2 separate regions of the Danio rerio genome follow, and region 2 is linked to region 1. Evidence: chromatin contacts called from public HiCAR-type data. All regions are on one chromosome and are shown on one strand. The core of a region is the stretch at or near the end of the contact, and the rest is flanking DNA. Distances in the headings are between cores, read along the strand shown. Region 1 overlaps nol4lb (nucleolar protein 4-like b). Region 2 overlaps nol4lb (nucleolar protein 4-like b).

The links. HiCAR-type assays count read pairs that join an accessible place to other places.
Region 2: a contact with region 1 is called in a HiCAR-type map of caudal fin, with 4 times the contacts expected there. The contact joins two enhancer-like sites. A contact is called at or near these places in 1 of 18 Hi-C or Micro-C datasets (embryo) and 1 of 4 datasets of contacts at active chromatin or transcription factors (caudal fin).

What each region holds. Positions count from the first base shown.
Region 1 is chr23:20,123,213-20,129,982 of GRCz12tu, forward strand. All of the region lies in intron 4 of nol4lb (nucleolar protein 4-like b), which reads left to right. Among named protein-coding and RNA genes, the nearest start is that of nol4lb, 80 kb to the left of the region's middle. Within about 2 kb of position 4,014, at least 8 of the 62 cell types and tissues checked have an H3K27ac peak or open chromatin away from gene starts, as enhancers often do.
Region 2 is chr23:20,205,145-20,211,883 of GRCz12tu, forward strand. The region is part of intron 5 of nol4lb (nucleolar protein 4-like b); the gene reads left to right. Among named protein-coding and RNA genes, the nearest start is that of srms, 47 kb to the right of the region's middle. Within about 2 kb of position 3,462, at least 6 of the 62 cell types and tissues checked have an H3K27ac peak or open chromatin away from gene starts, as enhancers often do.

The DNA of each region.
Region 1 (6,770 bases), core at 2,764-5,263:
GGCAAAGCTGGTTCTGCAGGCTGTCGTCGTTATATCGCATGATGGCCTGAAACCAGAGAACCGCTTGCTAACTCACAGATCTCACAAAGTGCTTTTTGCATCATTACATTTCAGAGATTTATGCCTTTGATGATCTTTTTAGGGTGTGTATGATACCATTTCACACACTACTGCTTTGAGTCACTATAAAAATCTTTAAAATAAAGACACTTTTATATTGATAGACATTGTACTCTCGTGTGAACAAGTATTGCAAAAAATAAAAAATAAAAATCTTTCCAAGAAAAAGTTACTCTGCATCGTTTTGCACAATTCATAGACAGCTCAGCAGATATTCCGGAGTTGTTTCTGTCTCTTCTGCTCTTCTGTGCCTCTGGCAGGTGATTTGCAGACTGATGTGGGCGTCTAAGAACCAGAGAAATGTGACACTTGAGTCAAATGCCAAAATTTATTTTTTTCTTAACTTTTTTTCCACATCACCTCATTTTGGCATGATACACAATTCATTTTTTCAGTACTTTTTCTCACATTTTACAGAGCCTCTTACATTTTTTTTGTTTAATGGCTTTATAAATAAAGAGCGAAGAGGGTTGACGAAGGGTTAAAGGCTTTAAAACCGCCTTTATCATCCTCTGCCTTCTGCCAGAGCTTCACAAGGATAAAGCCTACCAAAATAAAATCACTTTTCCTGACCCCCACGTCACACTGTCCAGCAGAAGGGAAGCTCTGTGAGCCATAATCCCTCCCTAAAGCCAAGCTGTTCGGCAGTGAGGATCTCCCTCGCTCCTTCTCTCCCTCCTCCTCGTGCTTTATAGGCATCTAAATAGTCAAACTCATCCTCTCCCATTTTTTTTTCTGTTCCCTTCTGCTTGTTCTCCTTATTCTCTCCCCCTCTGCCTTTCTCAGCTTGAATCTATTGTTCTTTGTATTGTCCCTGCGGTATTCCAATGACTGTCTCTTTTGCTTCTTGGCTCTCCGAGAGGGTCTGTACCATCCTCTGCTCTTCTCCAGCTATTACAAGACACATCAAAATTCCCATCTGGAGCCTCGCGATGCGCGTCTTTCTCAGCGCCACTGTTTTAGTGTCCCATGGGTCTGTATGACCACTTGTTCTCACATCTCTGCAGATGGGACGTGTCGTATCTTAAAGTCAACGTGAAATTTAAATTGACGCTATTTACTCTATTAATGCACACATTTTTGTTTTGAATGTTATTCCAGAGTAAAAAATGACTCATTAAAGGGATAGTTCACAAAAATGCTTACAATTATCTCATCATTTATTCTTCCGCATGTGGTTTTAAACATTTATGCATTCTTTCTTCTGCTGAACACAAAATAAGATATTTTGAAGGATACTAGATGCACATTGACTTTCATAGTAGGAATAAAATTATTATGGAAGTGAATGGGTTTTAGCAGCCAGCATTTTTCAGATCTTTGTGCTCAACAGAAGAAAGGAGCTCAAATAGGTTTTGAACAAGAGAATTTGAGTACATGATGGCAGAATATAACTTTTGGGTGAACAAGCCCTTCAAACACCACTTTGAGAATGATACACATTGAGTGATACATATACTGTATCTTGAAAGAACTTTCTGCTTACCAAAGCTACATTTATTGATCAAAAATACAACAAAAATATATGTATTTCTATAATTTTACTTTTTCTTTATTATATTTTGTTTATCTGTTTTAGTCTTGTCTTTTTTTGTCAGTGATATTGCAAGCTGAGTACTGTCACTGTTAAGCCCAATCACAATTCTGTTTTTTACCTCTTCCCCTACCCCTTCCCCTTGGCCCTTAAAACACAGGGTGAAGGGGAAGGGCTTTAAATTTGACCCCTAAGAAATGGGACACCACTACAACACCCGCACATGTCATTACAAGTCAGCGCAAGCTCGTACTTAATATGAGATTGATGATGGTGACTGCTGTAGTTATTCCAGTTGCGTTATTTTTTGGTATTTATCTACAGGAACTGAAGGCATATATCATGTTATCATAACAGTTTAATGCGGCAATAAGCTCGTAAATGTACTATGTATTTACACCGTGGCCACACCAGACACTGTAAAAAGCTCATTCCCACTAGACTTTTCTGACAGGGTATTCAAGTGTCATCAAGTGATAGATGTGAAAGTATGTTGCGGGACTAACGTTACTGTACAAGAGTTATTATTTAGAATTTTTTATATAAAAAGCATGATGGTAAAAGACAAATTCTGTTATGATTGTATTAAAACATATGCTTGTTAAATGTAAAATGTTGTAATAATGACTAAAAATTCTAATTTGTGCATCTCCTTACTTCCGTGTGCAGCCACGCTGCCGTTGTTGGTGGTACATTCTGGGAAATTCATTTACCCTTTGGGCTGTGTCCGAAACCGCCTACTACTTAGTAGGTACTGTATTTGAATTTAAACGTACTACTCAGCAGTTAGAAAAGTACATTTTATACAGTATGAATGGGAACAGTATGAATGAAATTCAGACGTACTACATTCGTCATTTTGTCATGATCAAGTGAACTACCCGTGTCAGTTGCGTTGCTTCACTCCCATTCATAAATTCTCTTGCGGGGCATCATGGGATAGCGTAGTGTCCATCCGATGCACACTTCAGAATCTTGCTGGAATTAGTAAGTCATCCGGGTACTTCACGCTTACTGTTTTTAGCATACTATATAGTATGTAAGTATGTGATTCTAGGATACAGACTTGGTTTCAGGCGTGGTCAAGAAAAATGTCTGTTTTATCTATCTAGCCCTTTCCCTTAACCTTACACCTTCATGCTAAACAGAATTGGGACCCCCCCCCTCCCTTGCACGTTTACGTATAGGGATCAGTGTTTCCTCTAGGATTTTTTCCAGCTTTTTTACACAAATATACCAACTACCTATGGCGTTATTTCAATAATTCAACAAATGGAGAATCACTTTTTTCTTGCATGCCGATTTTCTCTGCTCGTGCACAAAACTTCTTGCAGCCCTAAAATATATGTTACTCAAGTGCAGATCGATGCTTTATGTAGTACGTATGTCTCCAACATTTATAAGATTTGCTAGGAATATTTATGAATTTCTCCAATAGACCCAATGAGCGGCATTAATTCGTCCTGAAGTAAAGTGAAACGGCAATAAACTCCATCACAATTAAGTTACTGTATGCAAAACTTTATCTATAAATAAGGTATAATTATGGAAACTGTTCAGTTAACTGAAAGCTACGCCGTGTTTGCTGGCCTCACGCATCACGCACCCGTCAGTCTCTCAGCACGTCACCTTGAAGGGTTAAACAAGTAAAGCGCAGCACTACTACCGTTACAGAGAAACTTGCATTGTTTTAATTCACTTACCTTTTAATGCTTTTTGGTGCGATTATAACCCACTATTAAAAAAACAACAATGACTGAATGTCTTGAATGAGAAGCTATGTAATGTAGCTGTGGCTGGATGAATTTTGGTGTCCCCCGCATGGCAGAATGAATCTAGCGGAAACCATGTGGGTGGGGTGTCCCAATTCTGTTTAGCATAAGGTAAGTGGAAGGGCTAAGGGGTAGAATTGGGATTGGGCCTTAGTATGTAATAGTATCCACATTAGCCTTTATTATTGTCTCGCTTTTTTGTTGAAACTATATCACTGTTTACATGCATTCATCATATTACAGTTTTATAAAGCATTGCAATTTACATTACATACCAGTTTAAAGGTTTCCCTTATAAATTTTCTTTTACAGGACTTTTTTTTTTTTGATTTGTCATAGCATTCCGATTACCCAATAAGACACAGCAGGTTTGATCTTAATCATTTCTGCTTGTTTCTGTGCATCTGTGTCACAGAGCAATCTATTATCATTACATCTAAGTGCCCAAACCCAGTATGTTTGTTTGGATTGTTATTGTGGGTTTTTTTCACAGTCCATGTGAGCATCCAACTAACCAATGAGTTGCTCTGCTGATGATGGATCCCCCACCGTGTAATTTCCTGTCTTTTCACGGCTCGTTTCCTCTTGGGCAACATGTGCCTAGACCTGAGGGAGGAATCTAGGATATGACACACAGGCTCCCCAATGCCCTCTCTGCTGCTCTGTGCTTTTCTAGCACTTCACTGTATGTAAGACTCATCCAGCAGAACGTCAGGCCTCCCTGCAGGCCAGCCTGTGCTTTTTCATACTAATTTAAAGTCTGAAAGCGGTCCTTAGGGCGACTTCTCTGCTCAAAAGAAAGCTGGTACTTCTTTGGCTGAATGGCATCTGTATATTCTAACCATGATGGAAATAGATAGATTGCATTCAAAATCCTGTAGTTTTTGAATATTTGGTATTTTGGTAAAGTTTTTATATGTTTAAGCTTTCTGTGTTTCTGAGCATAAAGATACTTTATTTCAAAGGGACTTTGTCATCTGTACTTGATGCAACAATATAAAGTTCAGAAAAGTTTGCTCATATTTGCCAGGTTAACATTGCTTTTACATATTCTGACTAAACAGCACTAAAAATTATCATATTTTAGTTTTAGGTTTGCAGTTAAATAAGATAATATACACTCACCGGCCACTTTATTAGGTATAGTAGTATCGGGTTGGACCCCTTTTTGCCTTCAGAATTGCCTTAATTCTTTATGGCATTGATTCAACGAGGTATTGGAAATATTTCCACAGAGATTTTGGTCCATATTTACATGATAGCATTCACACAGTTGCTGCAGATTTGATGGCTGCACATCCATAATGGTAATCTCTCGTTCCACCACATCTCAAAGGTGCTCTATTGGATTGGGATCTGGTGACTTTGGAGGCCATTTGAGTACATTGAACTCATTGTCATGTTCAAGAAACCAGTCTGAGATGATTCGCGCTTTATGACATGCTAACCTGCTGGTAGTAGCCATCAGAAGATGGGTACCCTGTGGTCATAAAGGGATGGACATGGTCAGCAACAATACTCAGGTAGGCTGTGACATTGACACAATGCTCAATTGGTACCAAAGTGTGCCAAGAAAATATCCCCCACACCATTATACCACCACCAGCAGCCTGAACTGTTGATACAAGGCAGGATGAATAATGTTGTTACGGCAAATTCTGACCCTGCTATTCGAATGTCGCAGCAGAAGTTAAGACTGATCAGACCAGGCAAAATTTTTCCAATCTTCTATTGTCCAATTTTGGTGAATTGCTGTCTCAGTTTCCTGTTCTTAGCTGACAGTAGCCTCAAGATTGGATGAGTTGTGCATTCAGAGATGCTCTTTTGCATACCTTGGTTGTAACGAGTGGTTATTTGAGTTTCTGTTGCCTTTCTATCTGCTTGAACCAGTCTGGCCATTCTCCTCTGACCTCTGGCATCAACAAGGCATTTACACCCACAGAACTGCTGCTTATTGAATACTTTCTCTTTTTTGGATCATTCTCTGTAAACCCTAGAGATGGTTGTGCATGCAAACCCCAGTAGATCAGTGGTTTATAAAATAAAAAAAAAGTTTATGACCAGCCTGTTTGGCATCAACAACCATGCCACGTTAACAGTCACTTAAATCTAATTTCTTACCCATTCGGATGCTTGGTTTGAACTGCAGAAGATTGTCTTGACCAAGTCTACATGCCTAAATGCATTGAGTTGCTGCCATGTGATTGGCTGATTATAAATTTGGGTTAACAAGCAGTTGAACAAGTCTACCTAACAAAGTAATAAAGTGGCCGGTGAGTGTATGTGCGAATTATTTTTTTATTCATTCATTTTCTTTTTGTCTTAGTTCTTTTATTAATCTGTCTGGGTCGCCACAACGGAATGAACCATCAATTTATCCAGCATATAATTTATGTAGCGGATCCATCTCTGCAATCCATCTCTGGGAAACATCCATACACACTCACTCACACTCATACACTACGTACAATTTAACCCAATTCACCTGTACCGCATGTCTTTGGACTGTGGGGGAAACCGGATCACCTGGATGAAACCAGGGAGAACATGCAAACTCCACACAAAAATGTCAACTGACCCAGATGATGCTCGAACCAACGACCTTCTTGCTGTGAGGCGACAGCACTACCTTCTGCACCACTACGTCGCCTGAATGATTTTTCACCAAAATGTATTCACTCTTGTGCAGACAGCAACAAAGAGTTGAGCAGTGTAGTCTGATTTGAGGATGATTGACTCTCATGCTGTTTTTTTATTTTTATTTTTTATTATTGAATGAGTCAAAGCAACTCACAGATGAGTCACATTCAAACTCATCAGTTTATACTACTTTATGAAAATATATTATATTATATTATATTATATTATATTATAACTTGACTAAATGGAAAGAACTAGGTGTTTTGTATAAACCTTTGAAAATGTATTTATTACTTTCAGAAAGTTACTTTATAGTTAAGAAAATAACATAACATATGATACCACATTTTTGTTATATCACCCAGCCTTTATACAAACATGAACGCAGCCATTCAGGCACCAAACAAGGTGACAGAGACTTTCAGTTTAAACTAATTATACCATCACTGAATTTGACCCATATTACAGCACGTAAAAAGAGTTTGAATCAAAATTGCTAAATTCTTGTCCTTCACTTCCCTAAACAGCAATGCTTGTATTTTCAGCAAGGTTTCAAGGAGTTAAATCTGTGTTTTATTTGTGGGATTGTTGGTGGAGGAGGGAAAGGGGTTAATCGTTGAGATAGATTTGTGACTGACTGGATTAGAGGAGAATAGCAGTAGTAGGACCTACAGTAATCCGTGTGTCTGTTGAATGCAGGGTCT
Region 2 (6,739 bases), core at 2,212-4,711, 81 kb after region 1:
ACTCAATGTTGTATTTAGATTATTAGAGTACTACATATTAGAGTATGTTTTACTTACAAAGTGGGGTATAAATTTGTAACAAAATACTTGTTGTCAGTTGCAGAAAAAAAAAAGATTGATAGAAGTGTCATTATAAACCGCTGTGAGTTTAACTGCACGCGAAGGGGAATCAGATTTGTCCCGGAGTCTATTTGTGATACAACTTTCCTTCACCTCCTCTTACAGGTAGACCCACACAACTTGTGATATGCACTGGTCACTAATAACAGAATGGAGTAGGGGCACACAGTTAGGTTTTGTTAAAAAAAGTGGCATATAAAATTTACGTTTCAAAACCGCCCAAATTTGATCTGCCCGCCAATGGCATTTTTTACCTGCACAATCAAATTCAAAACCGTCCAATCTGGCAACACTGAGTCTGGACTCTATTCTTCTCTATACGATATTGTAACTCATTTAAAATTCAATCTTTTTTGTTGTGCATATGTGGATTTGTCCTCGCTTTGTCAGCATCTGCTGTTCTGTTACATTCTTATTTTTTATTATTGGCATCACTGGTACCTTGAAGAACCTTTAACATCTGTGGAACCTTTAAATTCCACAAACCATTCTTTATCCCTGTTCTTTGGAATATTAATATTTTAGTTAATCAAAGAAAAAATGCTCACTGAAAGGTTCTTTGGGAAATCAAAGGTAAATTAAATGTAGTTTTTTTATGGCGTCATAGTGAAGTCGCCCTTTTAAAGGTTTTTGTTTTAGTATACATGTAAACTAGATGAAGGGCTTGTAAATTATGATTTAATACACAGCACAGTACTATGAATCTATTCCAGCCATCTTAAGATACTAATGTATCCTTTCAACCCTTCAATGTATGTAAAGAGTATGAGGATGAGAAGAGAATATGAAAGAGGACAGATAGAGGCGGAGATCTCTGAATAGACTGCTGAGTCACACACTTAAGAAGCACAAACCACAGGAAACCTGACCCTCACACACTCCCAATCAACCTTCATCACTAATATTCCATATATAATATGTGTGTCTTAGGATGCACGGCTCACAGTTGATTGGCATTGTTCGCTAAAGAGAGGATGAGAAATGTATGATCATCAGGGTCTGAACTACAGTAGAAGCGTCTCTCAGTGGGCTTTCTGCCATCTCTCTCTCTCTCTCTCTCTCTCTCTCTCTCTCTCGATCTCTCTCTCTTTCTTTCTCTCTGCTGGAACATGAAGAGGGGAGGGGTTAATATGTTTTGACAGCGGCATGTGACTGCCCACCCTAAATGAGGACTCGCCGCCAGTGGCCACACTCCCACTCCATCCCACTGTGTAATTAAATTTAAAAATTTTGTGAGCTACAAAACAGCATACAGTAAGAACTGACCCATTACTGCACATTTAAAGAGACATCCTCCTGCTGTGCCTTCTGTTTGGAGTCTGGTGTGGGATTCCAATAAAACTGCTGTTTAGCATTTTAAGCAGATACATTTCCACATGCATGACAGAACTGAGCAGAACCCAATTACCAATGATGAAACCAGGCAGACCAAAGGCATTTACACTTGAGCTGTCGATTAGAAGTTTGTTTGTGTAAATTACATATATATATATATATATATATATATATATATATATATATATATATATATATATATATATATATATATATATATATATATAATGTAAACATGCAGAGCTATGTAAAAAAAAATAATAAGAGACCCCTTATTTTTTCTGGATTTATTTAATATGAGTTTGAATGTTGTTATGATTTGAGAATGTTAATATGTTTTATTATATGAAGGTGTGATAAGATTTGTTCAAAATTTTAAATGTAAAAAAAGACTAACAGTGCTTTGGTCACTTCAAAACAATTTCCTAAAAAATATATTATACACATAGATATCACATTTTGAAAAGAACACTATTTATACAGCATATATAGGACACTATAGACAACATCTTGATCATCAACTTTCTGATGTTGACTGTAATGTAATAAAATGCACTTTTTATAAAGCAACTATTTTCAAACGTATTACACAAATGAGTTTGTATTTAATTAAATTTGTGTTATGTAAGCTATGTGCTTTATTATTGCAGTATAAAACCTGACAGGTTTATCAGCAGCCTAATGTGAAGGGGAGGGTTTTTGTATGATCTTGTGCAACAACAACCGGCTGGATGTACATTGTGCAACTTATTACATGACTACTTGCCACAAACTAAGAAATTAGACACATACTATGGATCTGAGCTGTAATTATTTACTAGCACTTTAATTAAATGTAAAGCTTGCTGAACAAAATTTGTTCTTATCAAACAGCTGGATGCAGCCTATACTAACCTGCTAATTATTATTATTATTATTATTATTATTATTATTATTATTATTATTATATTTACTTGTGTAGTGATGTCAAACAGGCAAAAACAGTGGAGTAAAAGATAAGCAAATTATATTTAACAGTCAAGATCAGGGGACACAAGTCCTTGTCCTGAAGGGCCGGTGTTTTTACATATTTTAGCTTCAACTTGCCTCAACAAACCTGCCTAGAAATTTCAAGTACTGCATACCTAGTAAAACCCTGATTAGCTTGTTCAGGTGTGTTTGATTAGGATTGGAGCTAAACTCAGCAGGACACCGGCCCTCCAGGACAGTCGATTTGAATGTCATCACTCAATTGAATGGGGGTTATTAGTGGTCATCAGCTGAGAGATATGTGCCAGTAGACATGCGCTATAGGTGAATTGAATAAGCTAAATTGGTTGTAGTGTATGTGTGTGAATGAGAGCATATGGGTGTTTCACAGTGATGGGTTGCAGCTGGAAAGGCATCTGCTGTGTAAACATATGCTGGATAAGTTGAAGGGACTAAGCCGAAAAGAAAATAAATGAATGAATAATCATCTAAATTACATCTAAATCAATTTTTTTGATTTATTCTGTAATTACTGCTGATATTTCTTCAAAATTGCATCAAAGCCTTTTACACAATACCAATCTTTTAATGTCAAAAGAGTTAGTATGTATGTATAAAATGTATGTACAATATATATGAGAGCAGCATTATTGAGAGGTGTCACTGCGGTGTTCAGGCTATGCATGTTAACCACAAATGTGCTGTGTGCTGACAGTAAAGGTATTTGCTCTCTTTGGCACACACCACCCCAAACTGCTTTCTCTCTCTTTCTTCATCCCATCCTCTATTATTTTCTTGTTCAGCTTTGGCTTTTCTATTTTTCTTGCACATTCTCCCTCCACACCCCTACAGTATATCGGTTTTGCCTATTACTGCTAGTCCACACTTGTGCAAAGATGCAATAATTCAGTCTCCCATTCTCTCTCTTGCTCTCTCCTGCACTTTCAATATTCCTCCTCTCTCCCTCTAGACCACCGCAGCAGGAGGAGGACGGTTTCTTTAAGACAGCAAATGTTCCCCATAACCCTCCCCCCACCCCACCGCCAGCACCCGTTCCTCCTCTCAGACTGGTGCATTGCTAAAAACCCCCATCTCTTACTTTCCTACCCCTCCGCTTCCTGCATATCTCTTCCCTCTCTCATGACCTCACATCCATTTTTTTGTTTTTCAATCTGGTCTGGCACCAAGACGTGCACCTGCATTCAGAGACAATCGGACATTACGCAGGTCTCCTATCGCGTCAGCTCAACTAAAATTGGAGAACGTGCTTGTGTAAAGTCGTAGCTTAGGCTTGCCGGTGTGTTAGTATGTATAGGGCCTCCGACCAAAGGCAATTTAAGCACAGATTCGCCCCCCGTTAAGTATTGGAAATCATTGCTTGTTTTGAGTTGCACTACAGACTTGCAAATGAGCATGTGTGTGACAAAAGAGAGAGAGATAGGGAGCAAAAAAAGGTTAGCTGCACCTTGTTCTCTCACTAAACTCCTCCCGTCTCTGGGATACAATATTCATTTGCAGTAAAGTGTGACGGTGTGTGTGAAGCTCCTCAACCTGTTGTTCATCTGCTCTCCCTTGTGTATGTTTAAAATAGAGGAGCTCTTGCACATTACAGAGATGCAAGGAGTTGTGAGCAATTATCCGGGCTGTAGAAATACGAATGATCTGAAAAGTCAGAGGCACATTATAACACCTTAACTCATGAATATTAACTAGGTGATATAACATCCAGCTGGTAAATGCGACTGACTTGTTGAAAAGCAGATAAGTTGGCGCCAGCTGTTTAAGCGTGTTTGTTAGTTTATTCTTCTGATAGATAGAATTGTTTATAACACTGGGACCATTCTTTGTTTTTAAACAGCAGCTAAAAACAAACCTTTGCTTAAGGTGGACATTAATGCATAAGTGCAATTTATTTTATTTTATTTTTTTAGGGGGGTTTCAACTTTAAAACCTCTTAAGGCCCAAGGTGTTTTTTACATGCATTTTTTTCTCCTTGCTACTTGGACTTATTAGAACCTAATTAGAATAAAAACCTAAGGATCATCTTTTGATACGATGTACTTTTAGAGAAAAATGATGTCCATAAATGTGGACTTGTGGTCTGAATGTACATAAAACACTTTTTCCTGGCTGTTTTTTATGCATATTTAACATAGATTTTTTTTTTAACATGTTTTGACTATCAGAGTAAAAACTATTTTTTTTCCCATTTTGGACAGTAAAAATATATATGTTTGGGACATTTCATATGCATTTCAAAACAGTTGCAGGATGGCACTGTATGTCTGTAACAAAATATAAAACATTCAAAGTATTTTAAATCAGGAGTTTTCAAACTGTGGGGTGCCCCACCAGGGGGGCGCGAGACATTGAGCTGTGCACTCGAGTAAATTATGATGACGATTTTTATGCGTTCACTAGAGAGAATAATATGATTAACGTAGGCTTTACAGCTAACTATCAGGCACCTTTAGAGTTAATGCGTTCCAGTAAAATATATACAAACAGAATGGAGCGGGTGCTTTTTAAAACGAATGACGGTGAATGAAAGAAAGTCAAACCAGTGAGCCGTCTGACAAAAAAGTTCCTTTCTGAATCAAATCAGCAGGATGCCCTTCTGAATCTTTTACTTACTTTGAAGACATACTGACTATGTTTTACATGGACATCAGTAATAGTTATTTGCCTTAATCTGAATAACACAATAATATAATAACCTGAATTGCTTTTTGAATGTTGTGTCACCAGGCTATTCGTGTTACCTACAGAGTCTCATGTAGGCTAATTTTGTTTCATTATCAATTTCTCGACTTTAACTGCAGTTCCGCAGTTTAACTTTCACTCATAAACATTTCATTCAATCTCCCTGACAAACTGGGGTATTTGGCGTGAATATAAAGTAAGGACTGGTGGAAGAGTGTTTATTTTATTGATACCGCACGTTGCATGGACAGGAAAAAACTTCTGTGTTTTGCGATGTGTGTGTGTGTTTGTGTGTGCGGTCCTTTACTAACAGCCGCATGTGTTGATCTTGTCACAAAATGCAGCGAAAAGTCCTACATGACGGTAATAGTTTGATTGCAGTCTTTACTATAATAATGCCATTAATATATGCATACTCCACGTCTTATTCCATTTCTGTTTAGTTCAATTATGACTTTAGTCAGATTAAGGTAATAAAAAAATTGCTGTTTACATGGTAGACTCTTAATCAGAGTATAAAAATTGTATTAACGTATTGTTGTCCATGTAAACATACTCAATGTTCAACTCAATCACACTGTTCAGCGTGAGTGAAATTGGACATTTGGGGGGTGTTCTAAAAGTTTGAAAACTCCTTAAGAGCTAAATTGTGCTGTCCACGTATGTGGCCACTAAGCCCTAGGACAGGGGTGTCAAACTCAATTCCTGGAGGGCCGAAGCCCTGCACAGTTTAGTTCCAACCCTGCTCCAACACACTTACCTGTAGGTTTCAAACAAGCCTGAAGGACTCAATTAGTTTGATCAGGTGTGTTTAATTAGGGTTGGAAGTAAACTGTGCAGAGCTGCGGCCCTTTTGGAAGTGAGTTTGACACCTGTGACCTAGGAGGTTAATTTGGATAGGATAGTGAAGGTTTCAGGAAAGTATTGGGAGCAGAGAGAGGGGAAAGATCAGCAAAGGACCTTGAGCCGGGAATCGAACTCGGGTCATCGTAAGCATCATGGTTAAGCAGCACTTAACCATTAGGCTATTGGCACCGACAAATGGTGCAATTTTTAATGATGTATGAGCTTGTATCCAATTTATTGCACTGGCATCAATGACTTCGATTACATAGACATCAGTTTTCAAATTATTTGCCTTAATTTGAATAAGACAATAATATGATTAAGGTGTTTACATGTGTTTACATTCCCTTCATGATCACGTTTGACATGTTATAGCACATAACTCAATTAACGTCTCTGCGCTATCCACATGTCCACCAGAGTTTCATGTAATGTTGTGTGTTTCATTTTAAATTTATTGACTACTGCAGTTTGGCACTTTCCCTTTCATTCAGGAACAGTTTATGCATGTCCCCGTGACAAAAGAGATATTGGATGCGAGTATTAACTGCTGGAAGAGTGTAGTTTTAATGGAATACAGCATGCCGTATGGGAAAAAAAACTCCTTTGTGGTCTTTCACTGACTCGGTAGGTGCAGATAATAGTGTCAAACAGCCATGTGTATAGACAAGATGTCCCAAAATGCAGCGAAAATCCTACATGACGGTATTAGTTTACATGTCTGGACTGCTCTTCAGTAATGTAACTAAAATCAACGTACTCCACG